2 separate regions of the Gasterosteus aculeatus genome follow, and region 2 is linked to region 1. The links are chromatin contacts, called in public Hi-C maps. All regions are on one chromosome and are shown on one strand. The core of a region is the stretch at or near the end of the contact, and the rest is flanking DNA. Distances in the headings are between cores, read along the strand shown.

Region 1 (6,263 bases), core at 2,253-4,752:
AAACTTCTTAGTTTGAATAACAAACATTCTGTCTCCCAACCCCCCCTCACCCAATTCCATCATTACAAACTAAAAGCCTGAATGATTATCTGTACCTTAACCATGAAGCGGTTTCGTTGAAATACGCATTGCTCTTTCAAATACTACTATAACCACTACGAATATTACTAGTACTTCTAGTAGAACTACAACTGATACTTCTACTACCATACTACTAGTATTTCTACTGCTATTAATACAACTACTACTAATGTTATTAAAAATACTACTATGGCTAATAGTATCAGTATTCCAGCTGTTTCTACTGCTATTGATACTAAACCGACTTCTACTGCTAGTACTAATACCCAAATTACAACTAACATTACTACAAACAATTTTAAACCTCTTTTTATTCATCTCAGCTTTTGTTATTTCTGTACTTTTTAAAATTCATTTAAGCTCCTGCAACTTCTGTTTTGCAATATTTCACATTTATTTCAGCTGTTTTCATTTCTGCTTTTTCAGCAAATCTATTGAAATTCCTTTCAGCTTCTCCCATTTCTGTATTTTCAGCAATTTCAAATTCATTTCAGCTTTTCTAATCTTTTCACCAAATGTATTCAAATTCCCTTCAACTTTCTGTATTTTCAGCTATTTTTAAATATTCAGTGCAGCTTTCAGCTTTTTGCATTCCAACGCATTTTCAGCAGGAAATGCTTTTTCTAGTTTTGAAATAGTTTCCTCTAAAAGACGCTTTGACTCTGACTGAGCGTTCAACCAAAGCTTTCAAGGTTATCGAGGTTTACGGTTGAAGTGCTGCTGCTTTAGTGAGCTTACAGTATCAGCATGTGGGAGACCACTGATTTTAGTTCTTTGAAGCTTGAGAGAGATTAGATTCCCCTTGTAGAATGCCTGTCCTGCTTTCATCACCATTTTTAATCCTGAAAATAACAAACAGATCAAGATTGATTGAAACCACAAGAGACGTGACTGTGTTTCCTCTCATTTATAAAAATGTTCTGCGTCGAGTAAATTATGCAAAGTGCAATTATGAGTTCATCAACCAGCTGAGAAAACAAAAACAACACACAAACAAGCTTGAACGTCTGGCAAACACACGCAAACACCCATATTTGCAGAAAATATATATTGCCCTTTCCCAGTCTTTCTCTCTCTCTCTCTCTCTCTCTCTCTCTCTCTCTCACACACACACACACACACGCACACACACACACTCGGTCGTCTGGGAAGGGACCGGCAGGTTTCCAGCCCGCGAGAATTTATGTTTCCGAATGATTAGAGGCGGAAGGGACGATCCGAGAGGCAGCAGCTGCCCGCCCCACAGCTCCAAGTGGAGCAGAAAATCAGGATAATTTCGTTGTGATAATCAGCCTCCCGTTATCCCCGTCACTTCACTTCACAGAGCAGGAGAGAGAGAGAGAGAGAGAGTGTGTCACATTCAGAGAGCGAATAATGACATACAAAAGTGTGCTTCATGCCCGATTAACTTCAAAATGCATGCATAATGTGTGTGTTAGCGTGCGTTAGTCTGTGCGTCTGTATTATGTGTCCTGCATCAACCAAATCCCCAAATTTAAACATGCATCTTTTATTTTTCAGCTTTTAAGATGTCAGCTGCACAGGTTTCTGTATTTGAGAACTCTTTCCAGAAATTGTAGCCTAGTTACTTATAATTCACAGAAAAACCTGAGCAGTTTTTACTGGAATGCGAGAGAAAACTATTCTCTATGAAGTCTGTACTTCCACAGGAACCAGGACGTTTCTTCTTTCAAATTAAGTTCTTCACCACCTTCAAGCAGCACAAACTCATTTGTGTTGGTGGGAGTCATCACTTTCAGAGGTGGATTCTCAAAGCATCTCAACAAGAAACTGAACTATATTGCTACTTTAATCAGGGTTTATGTTAAAAGATTAAAAGATTTTAATTTATAATTTTATTTGCTGTTTTTAATTGTCTTTTAATTCCTGCATTTTATTTAACTTTATTGAATGAAATGTTATAATGTGAAGCACTTTGAGTCTGCCTTGGGTATGAAAAGTGCTATACAAATAAAATTGCCTTGCCTTGCCTTGCCTTATGTCATATGTCAGGTTCTAGTTTTTGGCATGTCCATTTGACATGCACACCTTTTAGGACATGAACTTGGACCTGGAAAAATGTCCCCACTATTATTGATTGTTGAACGGGTTTGCGATGCTGTCTGTGTTTTTCCTTTTTTTTCTCTTCTTTGCGTGTGAATCAGACATAGTTGAGTTTTAGCTACAGTTTTGCTTCATCATGTGTGTTTAAAGGGGGAAAAAGACGAGAACGATAGGAATGAAAGAAACTGGATCAAAAGTGTTACATAACTGTGATGCAGCATTTAGTTGCTCAACCTGCCGCACTGACGACACCAGCACACAAACACTGTAGCCACACTCCCTTCTTTGAGTCTCCCTCAGCTGCACTCTCACATGCTGCGTCTATTGGTGTAATGTATGCAAACAGACCAGGAGATACAACATTCCCCTCATGGCTGACCGAGTGGAGACATCTGGATTTGAGAGTGTGTTCGTTCGCTGATGGGACACAACATGGGCGCACAACCTTAACATATAAGTGTGTGTGTTTCTTCTCAGTGGGCACGTAAAAGGTGAATAGTGCTTGATATCCAGGTTAGGCTAAAGTTTTGAGCGATGCGCTTTTAAATTAGAGCATCATTTATGGTTAACTGACTTTTTCCTGCAGCCAGTTCCGACTTTGACTACGTTGTACTGAAGCATCTGAGTACTTGTGATTTTAGTAGGTCTAATCTCCCAAATAATGTAAGCAAGAGGGAATTTTTAGACAAGGCCTCTCCTGCCATGGCCTGTTTTACAGCGTGTCCCTATCAGCGCTCTCCAGTGGAGGAGCAGAGGCACTGAGACACGCAGCTGATCGCACTACGCATGCAAGTTTAATTATGGGCTGTTACTGGTGGAATTACAGCCCTTATTATACTGAATAAGGTAGTTTTTTTTACCAAGTCTGTGACATCCAGCCTTTGGCAACACAACAGCAATGACGACACATCCCAATGATGTACTCATAGGAAAACATGTAAGTCATTAATGGGAGAGTTCGTCCGAGGGTCAAGCGAAATCTACTCTTAAATAACCTGCAGACTTTCCCGTCTCCCTTTTCATAGTCCTGATCAGGAAAATCATAATATGTATTCACACAGTATAGAAATAGCAACAACACAGAGAAACAAGATAGAGACGTGCGTTACGTTTCTGATTCTGGTGGTTCGATTCCAGGCTGCCACATGTTCCATGTTGAAGTGTCCCTGAGCAAGACACTTAACCCCTAATTGCTCCCCGGGCAAAATGTGAAAAAGCCATGGGTTTAAAGTGTAATGTAAGTCGCTTTGGATAAAAGCGTCTGCTAAATGAAACAGGAAAACAGCCTCACCCGGGCATCCCTCCCCCTCCCGTCTACCCCCCCCCCTCCCCCCCCCCCCCCCCCCCCATCTCCTCCTCCTCCTCCGACCGCCGCTCTCCATCACAGCACACCTACACCGGCCACATGCACCCCGACAGGCGTCCCCCGCTCCGTGTGCAAGTGTAGCAGCGGGACGGCTGGTTTTGCGCACGGTGCGGACCCCGTCTGATGGACACCTCGGTGCCTTCGCCAGCTCGCTGCGTGCGCCGTGGTCCTCCTCTCCAGCTGGACCGGTGGTAGCAGGAGGCTGCGCGAGCGCTCGGTCGGAACTGGAGGACAGCATCATGAAGTGGACCGTCCTCTTCCTCCTCCTCGTATGCCCGCTGTCCCTCGCCGAGATCCACGGTAAGGATACTCCGATGTGTTTTCTAAATTATACATTTATTGTAGGGGAAGGAGGGGGAAGGGGGGGGCAGAGATCGTTTAGCTTTGGAGAGACCATGTACGCAAAACAAAAAGTGCAACCTGCTCAATTCATGTTACTTTATTTACTAAAAAAGATCAAATGTTATCAAAATCATTTCCACTGATTTTAAGCTGCTTCAAGAGCGAATGCAGCGCTGCAGAAAGACGGGAACACAGGTGTCCGATGTCAGTGTCCATCTCTCAGCACCTCTCAGCGAGTCCTTGACAGCTCAGACACAGCTGATACGGGAGAACTAAAATGCCCTTTGGTGTTAGATTTGCTTTGTCACTTTATTCACACATTGATCCGGTCAGACAAAGACAGACATGTGAAGACATGTGAAGCCAGAAGAGAACCCCCCACTCCCCCTCACCACAAACATCAGCTCTCGCACTGGACATCCCTGGGGTCTGACGTCATATCTGCTTGTCTCTCGTCAACATTACTGTCTCCGGCCCTTAAGACATTATATCACCTCAGGCTGACTGCTGACGGCCCAACATATCTGACCCCCGCCCCTCAATGTGTGACACCACAAAGGGTTGCATTATCCAATTCTCCCTTGTAGTGAGATGTAACGCACAGAAAGTTCTGAATGCTTTTATAGATCTCTGCAAATGGCCTTTTTTGGGGGAAGATTAGCTGAATTTGAAGTGGGAAGACAAAGCTAAACTACAATCTTGACAATAAATCCATCTCATTCCAAGCAGTGTTGTGTCCATGGTGCTGAAACATACGTTTTAAGTATGAGGAGGCGAGGAATGAGGACAAAGAAATTCTCACTATTTTAATGTAAAGGAATCAAAGAAAACTCTTAGACCTTTGGCCTATTTTAAAGACAATATCTAACTAGTTTAAAAAAACACATGAAAAATATACTCAACAACAGTGATTAGGAGATAGTTGTTATTTTCTAACATTCTCCACCTAAATGATGGTACAAGTAAAGATTTTGGATTTCTGTCTATTTATTTTGTCTGCAAGAAAGCTTTACTCCAATTAATCCTACTTTATTCCCCAACCAACACAAAGCATTTGTTATCTAATGTTTTTTACTTCACAACCTCCTCTGCATTCCAGCTCCGAGTGAGTTTGTGTCCTTGGCGGAGATGGAGGACGCCCTCATGAGGAACCTTTTCCAAGGGTACCAGCGCTGGGTCAGGCCCATCCAGCACGCCAACGACACCGTCCGGGTGCGCTTTGGACTGAAGATCTCCCAGCTGGTGGATGTGGTGAGAAGACACCTGCAATCACAAGCACATTTCAATGTACAGCATTGACGTACTTAAGGTAGAGAGATGCTCATTTTTAAAAGAGATAGCAGCAGGATCAAAGGCTAACAATGGAATCTATTCCTTGTGATTATTGGATAGAAAAGAGGCGCTGAACTAGGGATTAGTAAATGTATGAGAAATTAGCTACGGCCAAGAACAGTCTTCCCGTCTGAATTGAGCTTCTTTTGTAGTTTGGATCCCACTAGTGGATATAAACTACAAGCACATATTGTGTTTCCCTCAAAACCCTCAAAGTTATTAAATAGCATGGTTATTTTTAATCTATTCTAATGTTAATTATCTGGAGTTAAACTCAACACCATTGACCGTTTATTTAACCTCATTATGACGTGGATGTTAATAGATTAGTAGGTTAATCTATATTTCTTTATAGTCGACAAATAGAATGAAATTACTGAAACCAACAATGATTGAGGTCACAAGAGTCAGTTCTATGTGTGTATTCAAAGCCTTTTTGTATGTCCCATATCAATTTCTATTTTTATCTCAAAACGACACATATGAATGTATGGTCAAAAATGTTTTTCATTACAACAATCATGTGCACTGTAGTGTAATTGGAGTCAATCCAAACTGTCCAACTGTCCAGCAACTCCAAATCTGTAAATAGTCTCCAGAAGTGTAACATTTTACTCCTTTTTAGCTTCATTTTGGTAAAACGTTTAGGGCTCAATTGTTTTACCACATCGTTTAGCATTTGCTTTCAAGTGATTTTGTTAAACAAACCAAAGCAGTCTCGTGTGTATACAGTGAGCAGTTTTTTTACGATTTATTTTGGAATCAGCGGGACTGAGAGCCGCAGACATGGAAGGGAAGCCGAAGAGTGATCACAGTTGAGAACAACAACAAAAACACGGACCGACTCCAGATTTATCCGTCAAAAGAATACAAAGAGCCAACACACATGGAAGAACAGAAAAGAGAACACCGGTTTTCGTCTAACTGAGAACCTCAGTTGGACGGGCTGGTTCTCCCGGGCCGAGCAGTGTCGCTGTCAGTGGGGCTGAAACCAAACGGGCCGCTGGCAGCTTTACAGGGCAGAGCTTTCTGTGGTCCTGAAATAGATCTGGAACACTCTTCACATCCACAACCAAAC
Region 2 (5,827 bases), core at 1,558-4,057, 58 kb before region 1:
CTGAACAAACCCTGTGAGTGCTGCACGTCTATATTTGTCATGATTATTTACATTGGCTCCTCTAAATGTGGATTTTTGTGTTTTTTACTATTGATGGAGTTTACAGAATTTTTTCATTTATGTGATTTTCCTCGATGCCCAGTGTGTCATGTAAAAAGTGTTAAACAGCTAAACTGTTTAAATGTCATTACCATTTGTGTTGCAGCTGTGTGGTGTGCATGAGTGATTTTGAGTCCCGCCAGCTGCTGCGAGTCCTTCCCTGCAGCCACGAGTTCCACGGGAAGTGTGTTGACAAGTGGCTACGGGTAACTACAACCCAAGCACATGTAATACATATATCAACACCGGAGTTCATCTGAGGCCAATCACACAATCGCATTCTCACTTCAAGTTGACGCTAATTATGTGACTCAATCTTTCAATTATAGAAGTGTAGTGAGAATCTCCCTCTGCAAGCATCAGGGTTGTGTCTAGATGTTCCTGGATTCAGAACAGAAGAGTCCAACAACACTAAACCTCAGGTTCACCAAAAAAAGGACTCATAAACACTAAGTTCTTTTTGTAAATCATAACGCAGACTTATGATTCAGTGGCATTATGTCATATTCCCAAAGCTTTCTGTGAATTGGGTTACAAATCGATACTAAACAGATAATTGGGGATAGTAGTGGGCAGTTTAGGAAGATAAGGAAGGGAGAAAGGTTTTTATTGTCATTGCTGTTATACAATGAAATTATAAAAACATTACTAATATAAAAAGAGATTAAATGTGTGCGTTTGTTAGATCCCAATGTGCAGGTTTAGGAAGGGGCTTGTTGAGTGATCAACCGAAAGCAAATTTATGATGATTTCATGATCATTTTTGTCCCCTCTCTCTGTCCTCAGGCTAACAGAACGTGTCCCATTTGTCGGGCCGACGCCTCGGAGGTCCAGAGAGACTCGGAGTGACCATGTGAGGGAGACAGCTGCTCCTCCATGTTCGGCATAACCTGCTCCTGATATATTAATACACATGTACGAGCTTACACGCACACACACACACCCCACTTTGTTTTTGTGCAGCACTTTCCGCTTGTTTGTTATCCTTTCGATATTGATCCCTTCTTCCTTATTTTTGAATCTGATCAGAGTCCCTCTTCAGCAGTTATTTGTTCATATGAAAGCAAGCTGCCACATCTCTTTTTTGAATTTCACCATCCATGACCACTATTCTGCTAGTTGTGTGGCATGGATCTGTGTGTGTCTGTGTGTGTTACACGTGCATGCACTATTACCGTGCAAGCGTTGATTCGTCAGCCGTGTAGTGGCTGTGGCACGTGTGTGTGTGTGTGTGTGTGTGTGTGTGTGTGTGTTCTGGATGTCCTGGAGCATGCCTGAGGTTCTGTCGTGCATCAGACAAGGGAAAAGACATGGAAGCATTTTTGCTCTCATGAGTGACTGTCAATCCTTCCGGTTTGTACGTTTATGCACTGTTGATGTTTGTCTATATGCATACTGTGTTAGTGTGTGTTAGACTTTTTTTCTAGTTTGACACTAAGGGTCCATGCTGCCACTATATTTCTCGGTTGCCTATTTGATCCATTTGTTTCAGTAGCTGATTATTATTATTGCTGTCATTATTATTATTATTATTATTATTATTATTACTCAACAATTATAAGTGATTGTTTTCCTGCCTGGCAGTTACCTCATCATTCCGGTTCTGATCATCTTTCATTACAGACGCTTCACGGCACTACTCTGAATTTAAGCACATATATTTTTCTTTTTCTTCCTTTACTTAGTAAAAATGTTTGTCTGTGAATTTGCGGTGGCACATGTGTTACATATATACATATATCTATATATATATATATATACTGTATAAATCTACAAATATCTGTATACCAAATAAAATGCTTGATACAAACTTTTTAAAAGTAGTGTTTTTGTATACATTTTTTTTTATAGCTGCACGTTGGGAGCTAAAGAAATAAGTTGGTTGTGCTGGATCTGGATTTCAGATTTATTTTGGACCTGCAGTGACTCCAAGCCGCCACTAAGCGGCGGTACTGTTGTTCTCTAGACCGGTGGTTCCCAAACTGTTTGGACCACGCACCCCCTTCTACATCCCAATCGGGTTCATGGCCCCCAATCCACTGCTCTTAAAAAGAAAGTCCATTTACAGCTGTATTGAAAATGGACCAATGACAGAACCGTTTGCTCACGCGTGATGTTTGTTTGCCACATTTAGTCCGCTGTTAAATGTTGCAATGTGAACACAGACCGAACAAAAGGGCAACTGCAACATTGTATCCCATTAATTCTGAATCGGGACAAAGTTTCAATAAACTCCAGTTACGTCACTTTAAAGGAGCAATAAGAAGGACGAGGACACACGCGGAGTCTCAGAAACGTGTCAATGAAAAGGGAGGATTCCATCTGAGGATTTCACGCACAGAAAGCGTAAGAGGGAGAAGACGCGAGTATTAACTCCGTTTCTGTCGCCTCGGATTCCTCCGTCTGTCTGTCCGTGTCCTCTCTCGCGACTCATCACTTCAGATGTCCACCCGACCTGTTAGCTGACGTTAGCTGCACAAAATAGGCTCTCGTTATAGGAGGAGCTGAAGTGTATTTATATTTTTAAATTGTAATCTTGCAAAGGGTAGTTTTATAATTCCCGTCGGTGTTTTGTGTAAAATACCTATTGATTTTTTTTTTTTTTACAAATTACATTTAATATGAATTATTACTCCTTCAGACCACCATTACAAGTTTGCTCTCGCGCACCCCCAGCGGTGGGAAACCCCTTTGGGAATCCCTGTTCTGGACCACCATCACTCCGCATCTGCCCGGGTTGTTGTAGGTAGTGGAACTATAATAAAGACGGTGTAAATGTGTGTTTCCTTTCCTGTCTCGTCTAGCAGCACGTGCCTGTAGTCCTGTACCTTCTGTTACTGCAAGTACTAATATAGCATTTACAGCAAAAGGCAGACATCCACTCCAGGCTCTACCGGGTAAATTTGGGCCACATTTCTGGGATCCATCTGCATGGAGCTGCTGGAGGAGCAGACAGCACAAAGGCCCTGGTACTTCACCAGAGGACTTTTAACACGATTTCAAAGTTTGACGTTTCGTGCTTCTAGAAGAAAGAGCTTATTTCAAATATTGAATTGCTTTTTTCAGAGATACCACAGGAACAAAATGCACACAGAGGATAGTAAAGGCTCTAAAAAGCTCAGCCTATATATATTTTAATCACTTCACTGATTTCTTATTCTGTCAAAAAAAAAATGACATAACAACTTGAGATGAGATGCAGGTTGGAGGGGCGGGTTGAACAAACACATCAGTGGTAATACGTAAGGACAAACAGTTTAAAGAAAACACTTAAAAACATTTTTTCACTCTTATCTTGGCACAAATTTGGCGATGGCTTCTTCAATCCTGTTTTGCAGGTGTCAGGTGTCTTCTCACTTGATGCATGCGTTTGACGGTTATTCAGTGTATTTGATATTTCTGAGTTCATGCTTAATTCAATGAGAAACCTCTCGGCTGAGGCTGGATGACTCATGTTCCGCCAGCCTTGTCTTTCTCTCTGGTCGCTTCCGTCTGTCCTCTTTTCCCTTGTGCACCTCTGTCTTTTCTCCCATTGCCTTTTTCCCTTTATTTCCACCCTATGACTTCGGTTCGGTCCGTTCCTTCAGTCTTTGCTCCACTTCTTTCTGCCCTTCTCGTGCTGTTTGTTCTCCCCTGTTTGCCCTTTCCTCCCGTGTGTTTGCTTCTGCATCTGATTTCCTCGCTCTCCCTTCCCCTGCCGTGGTCACCACCCACCCACATTCACCCCGTTTACGCTGCGGAATCGGGACGTTGAAGTGATGGTGAATTTCTGCCTGAAACTGTCGGCCCAATTACTTTTACTCAAATTGTATTTGTCTTCTCTTGTTTTTTTCTCACCACCCCACACCTATCTTCAATGTTATAACCAGGTTTGTATGGGTACACAAGTTAACAAGTTTAAACCCTTTTTACGTGTCTTGTGTTCCAACTTTAACAAAGCTCACATTAAGAATGCTTTGCAAAACGCAGAAATCAAGCTTCACCGGCTCTTCATTTCACATCCCGACTGTGATTTCAGAAATCAGTCAGTTGCAGGTCGAAGAAATGGAAGGAAAAAAAGTTATTCTGTTCTATTTGCAGCATGTACCTTTGCTTTGCTGGTTTATGGCATATTACTTTTGGCTATATGTGTCAAAATGTCCCATCTTCTAAATCTTCTATTGGGGCAAAGTCAAGCTGCTTTGACCAAAAAATAAGTAAATGTTTTACAAATGGTGAAACCCTATTTAGGCACCTTTCTGCAATTTCAAAATAGGTTTAGTCTTCACCTTATATCTAGTTTCTGAAAGGCTTTTAGACCTCAGCTGTCTCTACTGCTCTACATGGCTTCCCACACATTTTTAAGTGTGTGTGTGTGTGTGTGTGTGTGTGTGTGTGTGTTGCGCAGACTCCCCCAAGCTGAAGGGTACATAGATTCTCCATCCTGCTTGTGTATAAAAAGAAAGCGACGGCACCAAGCTCTGCCTGCTTCACTTATATTCACACTTGCACGTGCATGCACGCACCAGGTCCTAGGGGGATAAGGGGGTGAGATGTGGACGAATCCCCTGGGCAGGTTGTTCCCCGTCCATCTCTCCAGGTGAAGTGTGCGGGTATTATTTATTTCACAGGGAATTCCCTCCCTGTGCATAGTGGACGGCATCTGTCAATGTCGTCATGTTCAGAGCTGTCAGCTGACACAAGCACTGTCGAAGGAGAGAGAGAGACAGAGAGAGAGAGAGAGAGAGAAAAGGGGCGGAGAGAGTCACCCAGAAGAGGTGTGTGTGGACAGGCTGAGTGGGAATAGCGCTCTACTAGTGGCTCATTGGGAGTGTCGGGCGTCAGGAGGCTTTCTGTTTGACACGTTCAGTCGGTGAAGACAGGCCGGCTTCAAAGCATAACTGCTGTCCAGGCGGGACCCCCGAGGTCGCCCTCTAACCCTGCGTGAGGATTCCCTCTCCAGACAGCTGCTGTTCAGCAGAAAAGTTCATGACGTCATTTATCAAAGAATAAATACTTTCATTGTTGTCAGTTGGCTTAAATATCTGAGAAAAACTGCAGAGAAATGCTATTGATTTGTACTTTAACTAAGATGCACTCGCTGGGTGGGTAATCTTTTTAGTGTTTTAACCTACCTATTTTTACTGAAAAAGGATTATGAAAGGTAACGGTTATTTCCCTGCTGTTTTGCCACATATCATTTTTCATAGTTTCAAAGGGCATTAGTAGATACCCCTACCCGAGTTCGAACAAAACGATTCATACATCTTTTGAGGCTTGTTGAAAAACTGTTGAACTTGATCAATATATGAACTAAGCCCATAACTTAAAAAGTACAGAGTAGTCATTTTATCCTACTCTGATTCTTTCATACCACAACACTTATTTGGTATATCCAGAAAAACAGCTCCAAAAGTCTACATAAAAAAAAGATACTGATTTTTAAAATACAAATATAGAACTATATATCCACAAATTCTACATACGTAGAAGTGCAAACACGCCTATGTTGCACCAAACGTGACTGATATTCCCGTAGCAGAATCATATTCTGATAGAATCTGCCATATTTTCCATGTTGATCCCTTCTCTCTGGTTATGGTGTTAAGTTAGTTCTCTCCATTGGTGTGATTTTATTTGAGACACTGAAATCTGATGCCGGTCGCTGCGGTGATTCGTTTCATGCGGTGATCTTTTAGTCTGAGGTTTAATTTCAGCCCCTGCAAGTATTGCATTTTAGGCCTTAGAG

Evidence for each region. A called contact is a pair of places that touch in the nucleus more often than the background predicts.
Region 2: a Hi-C map of skeletal muscle shows a contact between it and region 1, with 3 times the contacts expected there. The contact joins the enhancer-like site here to the promoter of LOC120816964 in region 1. A contact is called at or near these places in 2 of 6 Hi-C or Micro-C datasets (both in skeletal muscle).

What each region holds. Positions count from the first base shown.
Region 1 is chr4:9,134,288-9,140,550 of fGasAcu3.hap1.1, reverse strand. It overlaps LOC120816964 (neuronal acetylcholine receptor subunit non-alpha-3), which reads left to right and starts at 3,502. Exons shown (of 6, transcript XM_040172663.2): 1 at 3,502-3,811; 2 at 4,953-5,104. The coding sequence starts at 3,751.
Region 2 is chr4:9,191,856-9,197,682 of fGasAcu3.hap1.1, reverse strand. It overlaps LOC120817869 (E3 ubiquitin-protein ligase RNF38-like), which reads left to right. Exons shown (of 13, transcript XM_040174500.2): 11 at 1-13; 12 at 206-305; 13 at 886-1,909. The coding sequence ends at 948. Among protein-coding and RNA genes, the nearest start is that of LOC120818406, 7.0 kb to the right of the region's middle. Within about 2 kb of position 2,807, at least 3 of the 9 cell types and tissues checked have open chromatin away from gene starts, as enhancers often do.